Regions from separate parts of the Ovis aries genome. Here region 1 is linked to region 2. A link is a contact called in public Hi-C data. All regions are on one chromosome and are shown on one strand. The core of a region is the stretch at or near the end of the contact, and the rest is flanking DNA. Distances in the headings are between cores, read along the strand shown.

Region 1 (6,827 bases), core at 348-2,847, 150 kb after region 2:
GAACATACAGTGGGAGCAGAAGGGGGCCACAGGGCCAACCACGGGCTAAGTCTGCATGTGGCTGGGCAAGGGGGACCTGGATGTGACTGAGGTCTGGGACCTTGGTATGGCCTTGCTGCTGGAGCCTGGTCTCCTTAGGGGCAACAAGTCTTCAACAGCTCTGCACAGGCTGGGTGGCACTGGCTGGGCTTGGTGGCCCCTGCCCAGACTGCCAATTAAGGAGCCAGGGCAAGGGTTCCTGGGGTTGGCAGATGGGGAGAGGTCCAACCAAGTCAGGAAGCAGCCATCCAGTCCGACTTCTCTCTGAAGCTCCCAAGATCCGGTTCCAGTTCTCTCCAGACTCACAGACTCAGGGAAAAGGAGCAGGCTTCACACAGGAAGGGAGAGAAGCAAGACATCAGATGGCTCACGGAGGAAGAAGGCAGCACCCTTTAACAAAAGACCCCAGGACAGGGCAGAGAAGAATCAAATGAGGCTGGCTTCAGGGCCTGGGAGTTTGGGTGGACTGCTTTCCTTTACATTTGCCTTACTTTCCAGAAGTCTATAATCAGCCCATCCTCTTTCTGTAGTGGGAGAGAAAACTATTAAAACACAAGGGCCTTACAAAACCAAATATACAGCATGACTCCATATTTTATATTTATTACATCTATCGTGTTGTTTACCATATGTCTAGAGCAAAAATGCTGACGATTATGTTCTAGGGGTGGAATTTATAAGAGGTTTTTGCTTGTCATCTGGCATTTTTAGCTTTTTCTAAAATCAACATGGTCATAACCTGGTGAAAGTGTTAGTTGCTCCTTCCTCTCCTACTCTTTGTGACCCCCATGGACTGCAGCCCCCCAGGCTTCTCTGTCCATGAATTTCTCCAGGCAAAAATATTGGAATGGGTTGCCATTTCCTTCTCCAGGGGATCTTCCCAACCCCGGGATCGAATCCGGGTCTCCCACATTGCAGGCAAATTCTTTACAGTCTGAGCCACCAGGGAAGCCCTTTATAACCTGATTTTATTTAAAAAAAAAAAATAAATGCTCAGGCCTGATAAGTTCTTTTCCACACCAAGTCTTCTCCCGCGGCCGCTGAAGTCCATTCTCACCCTCCCAGTTCTCGAAAGGCCAAGGACAGCTGACCCCGCCCAGGACACCTCTTCCAAGGCCCAAGGCTGCACCCTTCAGCGGCCTGCCCAGGCCATGTGCGGGCGAGCAGAGGTCAGCTGAGTGCCCGAGGGGAGACGGGGGGGGGGGGGAGGCCCGGGAGTGACCGGCGGGACACCGAAGGCGCGAGGCCCGAAAGGGCATCAAGCAAGGGAGGCGGCTGGCGAGGGAAGCGCAGAGCCAGGGCAGACCCGTACGGCAGTACGCGACGCAAAACAACAGACCCGGGCCGGGACGAGAACCCGGGGGCCGCCAGCCTCTCCGGAAGCCCCGCCCCATGCCCCGGTTCCCGGAAGCCAGGGGCCGTGAGGGGCGGGGCCTGAGCCACGCCCACAGCCCCGGTTCCCGGAAGTCGCCGTCTGGCGAAGGGAGGGGTGGGGCCTGGAATCCCCACCCCGCGACTGCGCGGGGCACGCCGGGATGGGCGCTGCCATGGCGACACAGCGGCCACCCCGCCCCTCCCCGCGCCCTGGCCTCCGGAGTCGCGGTCGCGGCCCTGGCTGGGCTCGTCCGGCCCGATGCGCCGAGGCCCCAGCGTGGCCGCTTTGAGGGCGCCGCTGGGAGCGAGGGGAAGCCAGGAAGCGCGGGCGTTTGCCCTCCCGAGGTCGGGGAAGAGAGGAAATGGCCCCCGAGGCGGTAATGCAGCTGCCTCTGTGTCTGGCCTGCCGGCTCCTACCAAGCCCCTCCCGCCCCGAGGCGGGGCTGCGCGCGCCTGGACAGGCGGGCCAGCCCGGGCTGCCCTGTTAGGATCCAGGATTTGCCCCCCGAGATGGCCCCTCCACCAGCGCAGGGGATGCTGGGCTCCAGGGCCTAGGACCCGAGATGCCAGCCTCTGTCCACCCACATGCCAGGCATCTGCTACTGAGCAGTGCGAACCCCTTTGCTCCGCTGCCCTCCAGGCCCCCTCAGGAGACCCAACCAAGCTGGCAGCCCGCCAGGCAGACCCTGATCCCTTCTTGGCCTGTATCCCTGTAGGGTCGGGGTTCACATGACGGGCCAGGCCAGTCGGGCCGGATGACTATCTCCCCAGTCCTGTGTGAGTGACTCTGCCCCAGTAGGTGGGCAAACAAGCCCAGATTTGTTAAGGAGTGAAGTGGCAGGGCTGGGACACAGCCAGGCTGACTCCAGAAGCCTGTCCACACACAGTGGCACTCCCTGCTCCCTGGCCGCCCAGCCTGGGCTGGTCCAGCCGCCTATCTCTGCCCAGAGCACTGGCCTGGCCTGCAGTCCCCTCCTCCCCCCTCCTCCTTCCCCTCCCACCAGCCGGCTTCCCTTCTGAGCCGCCAATCTGCAACCACACAAAGCCCTGTTTGTTTGCTTTCTCTGCTGCTCCCCCTGGATCCGATGTCTCTCTCTGCTACCTGCCGGCCTGGCTTCCTCTCCAGAAAGCCTTCCCAGACTCCTGAAAGGAAGGAGGGGCCAGTCATCCTCCCTAGAATCCACCTTCTTGGTGCTGGGGGTACCCCGCCAGAGCGGTCTGATGGCTTTGCAGCCCCCTCACTACCTCTCAGAATTTTGGGGTGCCTCCTGGGCAAAGCAGGGGAGATGCCTGCAGCCAGAGGCTGGGACGGGGGAGGGGAGCCAGAGCAGTCCTGCCAACCTCCCTTCTTTTGTGAGCAACGCTTGTTTTGTCAGTCGGGAAGGCTGCCCCTGACTTCCCTCCCAGCAACTCAAGGGGGCTGCCAGAAGATAAGGAGATGAATGGGGCCAGGACGGCCAAATTCAAGGAGGCGAAGGGACACCCCAGGTTCAAGGCCGTCACCCACCCTTGCTCTTCTGAGGGTACCCAGGCTCACCAGGCTCTAGGATGAAGGGTTACAGGCTGCACTGGGAGCCTGGCTTGGGAGGTACCCTGTCAGTGCCCACACTAGGCAAGCACCTGGGCAGATCTGTCTCCATGGCAGACACTCTCTGCAGTGTCTTGAGACACCCTATCAGCCTGAGCTGAAACAGGGCTTTCACAGACACAGAAAAATAAACACCCGCATTCCACACCACCTTCTCTACCTGCAGAGTGGGGGCTGCCCTCTCTCCCCATTCAAATAATGAAACCCAACACTGATACTGCACAGAGATACCACAATCTCGCCTGGTTCCTTCTACCCAGGGTTCTTTCACTGCACTCTGTCACGCTGGGTGGCCCAGGGCAGGTCCTAACCTCCCTGGGCCTCTCTCTTCCCCTTCCTGTTCTCTTCCATGCAGTTTAACCCTTAAAAGCAACTCCAGGACAAAGGTGTGGTTGTGCCCACTTGACAGATGAAAGCAGGCTCTGACTGAGAAAGCTACAGAGACTGAAACTGCTCTAGTCAGAATTCAAGCCCACTTCTGACTCCGAGGCCTAAAAAAAAAAAATCCCGCCAGGTCACAGTATTATTTCACAGAGATTATCTGCTGAATGGATGAGTGACCACCAGGAAATGAATGAGGAGCAGGCAGGGCCTGGCTTTGGAGCCCAACAGATTGTGGTTTCCAATCTTAAGTCTGCACTTGGTCGCTGTGTGACCTCACGCAGGTCACTTAACCTCTCTGAGCTTCAGTTTCCTTGATCCATAGGAGTTGGTTAATAAGGCTTAGAGAGGACCACCTAGTGCTGAGCACAATAGCAGGCACTCATTAAATGACGGCTTTTCTCCATGATCCCTCTCAGCAGCCAAAAAGCCAGGCATCCACTTATTAGAGGAACCAGGTCTCTCCTACCTCCACTTTCACCCACCTGGCCCTGCTGCCGGGCATCCCCCCAGTCACCTTCTCTGGTCCTCTGCAATGCTCAGGCTGAGCTCCCCGAGCTCCTGTCCTGCCTGGGAGAGCAGGGACTCTGTTTAAGTAGCCAGCCTGGGGGCCCCGGGGGGGGGGGGGGGGGTCACTGTCATCCCAAGGGAACAAAGCCAGCACCGTCCACATCCTGCTGGACTCGAAAAAAGAGCCAATCAATTAAGTGTGATCAGGCCAAACGTCTGTTTTTCGTGCTATTTCGGGCCATGGTGGGGATTTTCTGTGCTCCTCTCAAAGGTGTCCTAAACCAGATTCCTTCCCACCTCCCTCATCCCTGTGTTTGAAATGAAAATATTGTTCTTCCTCTTCTTTTTTTCCTAGTTCTCTTTCCCATCTATCAGACAGATGCAAATGAGGGAAGGGGCAGAGCTGGGACCTCTCCGGAGGGCGGCAGTTCCCTCCCACCAACCCACCAGGCCTCCGCAGGGCACCCCCTCCACCCCAGTGCCCTGGAGCACAGCATGCTGGGAGATGCAGTTGCCTCAAACCAGGCAAAGCAGAGAGGTCCTTGGCCTTGAGGCTGCGTCACTCACTGTCTGCTGTTGCCCCAGACACACACCAGGCATCTGCCCCTTCTACCACACACCTCTGCCTTTCTGCTTCTGAGCCTTTTCTGGGGCTGCACCCCTCCACCCCCACCTCTACCTGGATGCCCTCCCCCAAGGCCTCCCCTGCAAGGGGCACCTTCTCAGCTGCAGCAGGGTCACAGGTGAACGAACCTACATCCACACAGTCATGTCTTTGAGGTCTGCTCACCTACCAGACTGAGGGCTTCACAAGGGCAGGGGCACAGCCGTGTCGTCATGTGGCTCCAGGACAAAGCTGCCCAAACCCCTCAGCACTGCTGACGTTTGGGGCCTGGTAACTTGTGGGGGTGTGTCCTGTGCATCCCAGGATGTTAAGCAGTGTCCCGGGCTTCAACCCACTAGATGTCAGCACCCCCTCCCCTAGTGGAGGCAACCAAAAACATCTACAGACAGGGCCCCAGGCCCCCCGAGGGACGAAATCACTCCCACTTGAGAACCACTGCTCCAAGGCCTGCACCCCAACTTCTGCCCCCCGCCAAATGAGCAAATATACATTTCTCCCTACCCCACCACCCACCAACACAACAGGTGATTTTTATTTTACCTCTTATCATGCATGCATGCATGCAAAGTGACTTCAGTCATGTCTGACTCTTTGCGATTCCACGGACTGTAGCCCACCAGCTCCTGTCTATGGGATTCTCCAGGCAGGAATACTGGAGTGAGTTCCCATGTCCTTCTCCAACCTCTTAGCATCATCACATGCAAATTTCATTTCCCATCATATCAGAAGCTTCCACAAGACAGGCCCACTTGAGCTCAGCTGGGTATCAGTGCTGATCCGCGGTTACCATTTGCTGCAGGAATAACTCTCAAAGCATCACAGAGCACCTGAATAAAAGCCAACTCTGTTCCCACTTCGGCACCCTGCCCTAGGCTCCTGTGTTACTGTGCTTCAGCAGCTAAATGTCTGGGCCTCAGAGTCTCTGCCTCATTGTAACAATTCTTTGTCCCATGCTAGTGAGAGGCTTACAACTTCACATCTCCAAGGAGCTGTGGCCCCCAAGAAGAAATCTTTCAAGTGTTTGGTGTTTTTAAAAAATATTTATTTATTTATTTGGCTGCACTGGGTCTTGGCTGTGGCATTTGGGATCTCCTCTCTTCATGTCAGCATACAGGATCTTCATTTGTGGCATGTGGGAGCTAGTGCCCCGACCAGGGATCGAACCCAGGCCCCCTACACTGGAAGCTCAGAGCTCCAGCCACTGGACCACCAGGCAAGGCCCTCAGGTGGTTTTTAATTGACATATTCTGAGAACTATTATCACTAATAGGAAACATTTATTAAGCATTTTGCTATGTGCCAACTGCAGCCAAGTGCTTTGTAGGCATCCTCTCATTCAGTCCTCTTAGAAAAGAAACTACGAAATTGGTACTATCATTTCTGTTACCTGATATATGAGGAAAGAGAGGCTCAGAGAGCTGGAGGAACCTGCCTAAGAACACCCAGAGGTGGTCTGGTGGCCTCCGTCAATTGAGGGTATCAATCGGAAAATTCATTCAGCTTCAGTTCTCTTTTTAATTTACTTGCCTGCATTGGGTCTGCAGCTCATGGGGTCTCCCTTGTGTCACGTGGGATCTTTCATTGTGGCAGGCGGCTTAGTTACTCCAAAGCATGTGGGAGTTCAGTTCCCCAACCAGGGGTCCAACCCGAGTTCCCTGCATGACAAGGTGGCTCTTCACCACTGGGCTACCAGGGAAGTCCCTCAGCTTCAATTCTTGACACTGAAGTTACTTTCTGAAGTCTGAAGCCCACCTGGTGCCAGGCAGGGTTACAGCTTCCCAGGTGGACAGGCCTCACCCTCTGGGCTCCTGAAGTAGACACCTGTCCCCAGGGCTCCTTGGAAGGTTCGACCCCAGAGGCTGTGGCTTGCCGGGGTGGGGGCTTGGGGGCGGGAGTTCGGAGGGCCACCACCTGCTTCCTGGGTGTCAGGCCTCTCAGGAAAGCCCTGGCTGCACTGCCCTCCCTCAGCAGGGAGCGGGTGCCGAGATTCTTCAGGGCAAGAATAAAAATGAACCATCTTCTAGTATCTTCTATGTATTTCTATGCATTAAACAGGCTCTGTCTGAAGAATTTTACCTGCATCAACTCACTAATTCTCCCAACAAACCCATGAGGTGAGTGCTGAAATACCCCCAACTCCCCGCCCCATTTCACCAATGAGCAAAGAAATAGTAAGCAGCAGGGCCACGATGCGAACCCAAGACACTGAACTCTGAAAGGCGGGTGCTTATCTGCACCATGTTAGAAGTGTCTTGAGTTGACAGCTGTGTTCCCCGCACTCCGGTCTGAGCGAGGTACTCACTATGTGAT
Region 2 (6,437 bases), core at 204-2,703:
ACAGGGGCTGCCCCAGTCCCTGAGGACTTCACATTAGCCCTGGCTGGTTCTTCCCGGCTTGTCTGGTCCTGTGTGCCCTGCTTGCAGGGGCCTGCTGTGGTCTGTCACTGTGTGTGTGTGTGTGTGTGTGTGGCCAAGGAGGTCTTTTTCACTTCCTCCCGGCTCCATGGCACCAGCGCTTCTGGAGATTGGGTCCCCAGGCTGCCAATCTGTATCCATGGCCTGGGGACCACCGTGTTTTATTTTGCCTCCAAGTTACAGAGGAAGCTGCCTCTGGAGTCTGTGGGCTGGTCAAGTTATACTCTGTGCACCTTCTTCTGGCCCCTCCTCTGCCTTTTAAGAGGGTGAGGGAGGAGTGGGACCCCCTGTTGTAGAAAAGGACACCCCATGAAATGGGTGGACACCCCCAAACAGAGGGACACCCCAAGAAACGAGGGGCACCCATGAAACAGGGGGACACTCTGTGAAACGGGGGACACCCCTGAAACGGGCAACACCCCATGAAACGGGGGACACCCCTGAAACAGAGGGACACCCCATGAAATGGGGATACCCCAAAACGGGGAACACCCCATGAAACGGGGGACACCCCTGAAATGGGGACACCCTTGAAACAGGGGACACCCCTGAAATGGGGGACACCCCATGAAACGGGGGGACACCCCATGAAATGGAGGGAGTCTCTAGTGAAAGGGGAGCAGCTGCAGTTAACATCCACCAGGTCAGGGACTCAGAGCAGAGGCATCCACTGCTCTGAGTGCAGTGTTGGGACTGAGTTCCTTTCCACCTGTCTGGTCCACCTCACCTGCCTCACTGGCCTGAACCCATCCAGAGCCCAGAAGGCTGATCTGAAGTTGATGGGGCATGTTGTCGAATGAGTCCCACCCTTGCAGACTCCTTTTCTCCTCTCCACCCTCGACAGGAAGCAGCCCAGTCCCTCTCGGCTCCTTCTCACTCTCTTGATTGTGGAGGAGGTGGAAGATTCTGCTGTTTCTCCTCCAGGCTCACCAAGAGGCTGCTGCTGAATGCAAAAATGCTAACCCAGCCCTCTTGGCTGCTTCTGACGTTGCTGTATTTCACATCAAAGTGTAGAAATCAGTAGCCAAGAAACCAAACCCCTGGACTGGAGTGTCCTCCCAGCATCACGGCCCTGAACTTCAGAGCATGTGGGAGGGACATTGTGGTGGGGCATGGGCTGCTGCTGGAAAAGAACCTTGCCATCAGGGTCTGTACACCCCGACCAGGATGGAAGCTCAGAGCCTTAGCCACTGCACTGCCAGGGAAGTCCCAGGGTTGACATTCAAGGCACCCTGGACCCCAGCTCACACCAGGCAGGGGGCAGCCTTTTCTGAATGGAGAAAACGCCATGGCAACAGCATCAGGATGACAGGCTCTGAAGCTTTAATGGGCGCTGTGTCTGCCCCTGCTCCACCCAGCCCTGCACAACCCTGTCCAGCTCTGCCTTGCCTCTGGCCGTTAGCATATCACTGGAGACCTCTGGAAGGTCAGCCCTTTGCTGCCCGGGTCACTGGCTCTTTGATCTGTCTCCATCCTGAGGGCTGGCTGGCGGGAATGACTTGCTCCCTGACCTCTGGAGCATTGTGTTTTTGCTGTTGCACCAGGATTTATTTATCTTCGGTTTTGACAATTTACGTGATAACAGAAATGAGCCTGAACTTGGCGTCCTCTGGCCTGGGGAGGGAGCCAATGGGAGTGGCCACAGTTGGAGGGCAATCAGACCCAGCTTGGTCCCATGGCGGGAATTCTTTTATGAGGAAAGGAAACTGAGAAGCGATTTGAGCTCCTTTGTCAGCCTTCCCTCCTTCTTCTGTCTCAGCCGAGCCAAATACCCACAGTTGTATGTCTGTGGCATTTCCAGCAAAATGGAAATAAAGAGGCATTCTTATGGGGTCAGTGCTTTATAATCAAAAGGAGCCTCTATCTTTTGCTGGAACTCAGAGCCCAGTGATTGAATAGAGGGTGCTAACCCCGAGGAGAGGTTCTCACGCCTCTGACCCCCTTCCTGGTGGTGGGAGGAGGGATGGGGAGGTTCACTGATGGAAGTTTCCTCCGTCAAGCCTCCAAGAGAGTGTCCCCTGGGCCCTGCTGGTGTCCCCCGTTCTGTCTTCCTGAGTCTGTGTGTGACCCATGCTGAGATGGGACAGACCACAGGCGGACTGTGGCCCTTTGGCCAGCTGGCCTGTCCCCTCACTGGTTCCGAAGGGTAGCAGGTGAGCGGCTTTACTAGGAGGCTGCAGAGGCCCTGCTGTGTGTGACCCCAGGTGTGGGGGGGGGTCTCCTCCTCTGGGGGTGGGCCCTTCAGAGATCCAAGTGGTAGAGTGAACAGGGGGCAAGGGTCTCGTCGCGGACCCTCCCGATGCTGCCTCACGCTGCCCTCTCCTCACACAGCCTCTGTGTCCAGTCTTCCCGGCTCTGGGCTGGACGGTGCTTTGACCGTTCCGTCTGAGTGCCTGCCCCAGCCCCACCCCCATGAAGATGTCCCCTGAGGGCCCAGCGGTGCTGCCTGCGGCTGGGTGGCATGGCCTCTCCTCCATCCTGACCTTTGCCTCTCTTCACAGGCTCCTGGCTCCTCCTCCCTTCCTCTCTCCCCATGCTTTCCTCCCCCATGAGGTGCCTGTGTGCGTGCTCAGTCGTGTCTGACGCTCTGTGACCCCACAAACTGTAGCCCACCAGTCTCCTCTGTCCATGGGATTTCCCAGGCAAGAATACTGAGGTGGGTTGTCATTTCCTTCCTCGAGGGGATCTCCCCAACCCAGGGTTGGAACCCACGTCTCCTGTTTCTCCTGCATTGCAGGCAAATTCTTTACTGCTGAGGCACTGGGAAAAGCCCCCCAGAGGAGAGGGTTTCATCAAATGCTGCCTCTGCTGCAGCCAGGTGGCACCATGGGCCCTACTGAAGGGCCCCTGGCCCCCACCCAGCGCCCCGCACACAGGGCCTCATCCAGCCACTCTCGCCCCTGGGTGGGCTTGCTCCTTTTGTGGGGTGGAGAGTCTTTGGGTGTCAAGGGTGATGAGTAAAGAGGGTGAAGAGGTTGAGGATACTTGCTTTTTGGTAAAGACTGAAGCAGTTAGGGTCATCCACACAGACCACGGGCTGGCGCACTGATGTCCAGAGCCGCGGCCGGGTTCCTGGAGTGTGATGACCGCTGGGAAGGACCGCTGTCGATGGAGTGTGAGCTCTGGGCTCCATGTGCAGAACAAGCGTGCCTTCCCCGCAGCTGCGTCTAGCGGAACCAGCCACTTCCAGTGTGCACAGAGGTCGTGGGGTTCACGCTGTCAGTGGACATGCATGTTGTATGAAGTTTTTGTTAAAGAGGCCGGTGACTGTCTTGACTGTCTCTGTGGAGAACTAAACAGTTTGGACAGGGCAGCGTTGGGTCCAAACTCACAGTGCTGACAGCTGGGGCCACATCAGCAAGTGCCCAGGCATTAGACAGACCCAAGACCAGATGTCAGGGCCTATTCAGCTGTGTGATCCTGGCCAGCATCCCAACCTCTCTGAGCCTCACTTCCTCTAAATATGGGAGAGAATACTGCCTGCCTTAGGATTTTTAAAAACCTATTAAAATAGGTATAACAAAATGTGCCATTCTAACCACTCTTAAGTATTGAACGCATTCACGTGGTCGTGCACCTCACTCTCTGGACCTTTATCATCAACTCTGTCCCCAGTTCAGTAGTAACTCCCCACTCCCTCCCCTAGCCCCTGGCACCCACCATTCTACTTTCTTTCTATGAATTTGGTTGCTTTAGGAACCTCCCATAAGGGGAATCATGCAGTATTTGTCTTTTTGTGTCTGGCTTATTTCACTCAGCATAATGCCCTGGAGGTCCACTTATCTTGGAGCCGGTGTCAGAATTTCCTTCCTTTTTAAGGCTAAGTAATATTCCTCTGTGTGAATCTGCACATTCTGTTTGGCTGTCATCTGTGTCTGGACACCTGGGTCACTCCCTGGCTGTTAGGAATAAAGCTGTTGTGAACATAAGTGCAGACATATCTCTTTGAGGTCCTGCTCTCAGCTCTGCTGGGTGTGGACCTGAAGTGGAGTTGCTGGATCATACGGTAGTTCTGTTTTCAGTTTTCTGAGAACCTGCCGTGTTTCCCACAGGGACAGCTCGTCATTTTCCATCCACACCAACAGTGCACAAGGGTTCCAGTCTCTCCACATTCTCACCAGCATTGCTTATGTTCCTTTTTTTTTTTTTTTTGATAGCAGTCATCCTAGAGAGTGTGAAGTGATAAATCATTGTGGGTTCGATTTGCACAGAGTCGGGCACGACTGAAACGACTTAGCAGCAGCAGCAGCAGCAATGATTAGTGATACATAGCGTTTTTTTTTCAGGGACATGTTGGCCACTTGTATATCTTTTTTAAAAATTAATTAATTAACTTGGCTGTGGCGGGGCTCAGTCATGACATTCGGAATCTTTTGTTGTGGCATGTGGGCTTAGTTGCTCTGAGGCATGTGGGATCTTAGTTCCCGGACCAGGGATTCAACCTGCGTCCCTTAAATTGCAAGGCAGATTCTTAACCTCTGGAATACCAGGGAAGTCCCCATATATAGGTTTTTGTTTTATTTTATTGTTTTGAGAAATATCTATTCAGGTCCTTTTGTTGTTGTTGTTGTCCAGTCACTAAGTTGTGTCCGATTCTTGCAACCCTATGAACTGTAGCCCACCAGGCTTCTCTGTTGTTCACTATCTCCCAGAGTGTGTTCAAATTAATGTCCATTGAGTCGGTGATGCCATCCAACCACCTCATTGTCTGCTGCCCTCTTCTCCTTTTGCCTTCAATCTTTCCCAGCATCAGAGTCTTTTCCAGTGAGTCGGCTCTTCGCATCAGGTGGCCAAAGTGAATATTCGGGACTGATTTCCTTTAGGATAGACTGGTTTGATCTCCTTGCTGTCCAAGGGACTCTGAGGAGTCTTCTCCAACACCGCAGTTCAAAAGCATCACTTCTTCAGCCATCAGCCTTCTTTATGGTCCAACTCTCACATTCATACATGACTAGCAGGAAAACTGTAGCTTTTACTGTACAGACCAAAGTGATGTCTCTGCTTTTTAAGACATTGTCTAGGTTTGTCATAGCTTTCTGCAAGGAGCAAACATCTTTTAATTTCATGGCTGCAGTCACCATTCCCAGTGATTTTGGAGCCTAAGAAAATAAAATCTGTCACTGCTTCCACTTTTCCCCCTTCTATTTGTCATGAAGTGATGGGACTGGGAGCCTTTGCCCATTTTTAAATTGGGGTTTTTGTTGTGTTTGAGTTGTAAGAGTTCTTTGTTTATCCTAAAAAAATATTAACTCCTTATCAGCTTTGCAGATATTTTCTAACATTCTGAACATAGGTTACTCTGTTTTTACTCTGTTGATTGTGTCCTTTAATGCCCAGAAATGTTTATGTTTTTATACAGTCCAGTTTGTCTGTTTTTTCTTGTTGCCTGTGCTTTTGGTGTCATATCCATGAATGAAATTATTGCCACATACAATATCATGAGGGCTTCCCAAGTAGTGTAGAACCCACCTGCCAATTCAGGTGATGTAAGATGAGGGTTTGATCCGTGGGTCGGGAAGATCCCCTGGAAGAGGGCATGGCAACCCATTCCAGTATTCTTGCCTGGAGAATCCCACGGACACGGGTGCCTGGCAGGGTATATAGTCCATGGGATCGCAGAGCGTCGGAGATTACTGAAGTGGCTTAGCACCCACACACCAACATCGTGAAGCCCTCCCCCTGCGTTTTCTTCTAAGAATTCCAACTCCTGGGAGTTTAGTGACTGAAGGACAGTATTGGGGGTCACCCCTTGACCCCCTGTCCCAGGTGTTCTCTCAGGAACAGTATTAGAGCTGCTGTCAGCTCAGCCCATCTGCTTGGGGAGTGGGCAGTGGGGTGCATCCGGTCCCCACTCTTTCCTGCCAGGCCCCTTATTCCAGGAGAAATGTTAAAGCAGCTTTCTTTCTGAATTTGCAGAAAAGGCAACAGATGGCTCCCTGCAGAGTGAGGACTGGACATTGAACATGGAGATCTGCGACATCATCAATGAGACGGAGGAAGGGTGCGTGTCCCCTCTGCCCCCTGGGCAGGTGGCCCGTCAACCATGGTGTCTGACCTGGCAATGCTCGGATGCTCTGCCCTCCCGCTGGTGCCCCCAAAGGTGCTGCTGGAGTCAGAGCAGTGACCCCCTCTTTAATAACCTACTTTTAATTACAAGTGAAAATGAAGTTGCCTGGTTACTGAGTCCCCTGCAGCCGATCCTCCCTCCCCCAACCCTCTGCAGCCCTGGGCTCTCTGCCCTGCTTTGCTGGACTGGACGGAGCCCCGTGAAGGAGAGAGCCCTCAGGGTGTGTAGTGGGCAGTGGAGCAGGGAAGACTTGCGAGGCCCAGGACCCCCCACCCCTGTAACGCCTGGTCTG

Evidence for each region. Hi-C and Micro-C count contacts between places; a contact is called where the count stands out from the background.
Region 1: a contact with region 2 is called in a Hi-C map of hypothalamus, with 2.4 times the contacts expected there. The contact joins two enhancer-like sites. A contact is called at or near these places in 2 of 16 Hi-C or Micro-C datasets (hypothalamus and tail adipose tissue).

What each region holds. Positions count from the first base shown.
Region 1 is chr11:34,489,939-34,496,765 of ARS-UI_Ramb_v3.0, forward strand. All of the region lies in intron 1 of RAI1 (retinoic acid induced 1), which reads right to left. Among named protein-coding and RNA genes, the nearest start is that of RAI1, 9.3 kb to the right of the region's middle. Within about 2 kb of position 1,598, at least 52 of the 54 cell types and tissues checked have an H3K27ac peak or open chromatin away from gene starts, as enhancers often do. A contact at or near this core is called in hypothalamus, where this site is marked.
Region 2 is chr11:34,339,483-34,345,919 of ARS-UI_Ramb_v3.0, forward strand. TOM1L2 (target of myb1 like 2 membrane trafficking protein) reads left to right here. Exons shown (of 14, transcript XM_060395489.1): 2 at 5,995-6,079. Among named protein-coding and RNA genes, the nearest start is that of TOM1L2, 38 kb to the left of the region's middle. Within about 2 kb of position 1,454, at least 6 of the 54 cell types and tissues checked have an H3K27ac peak or open chromatin away from gene starts, as enhancers often do. A contact at or near this core is called in hypothalamus, where this site is marked.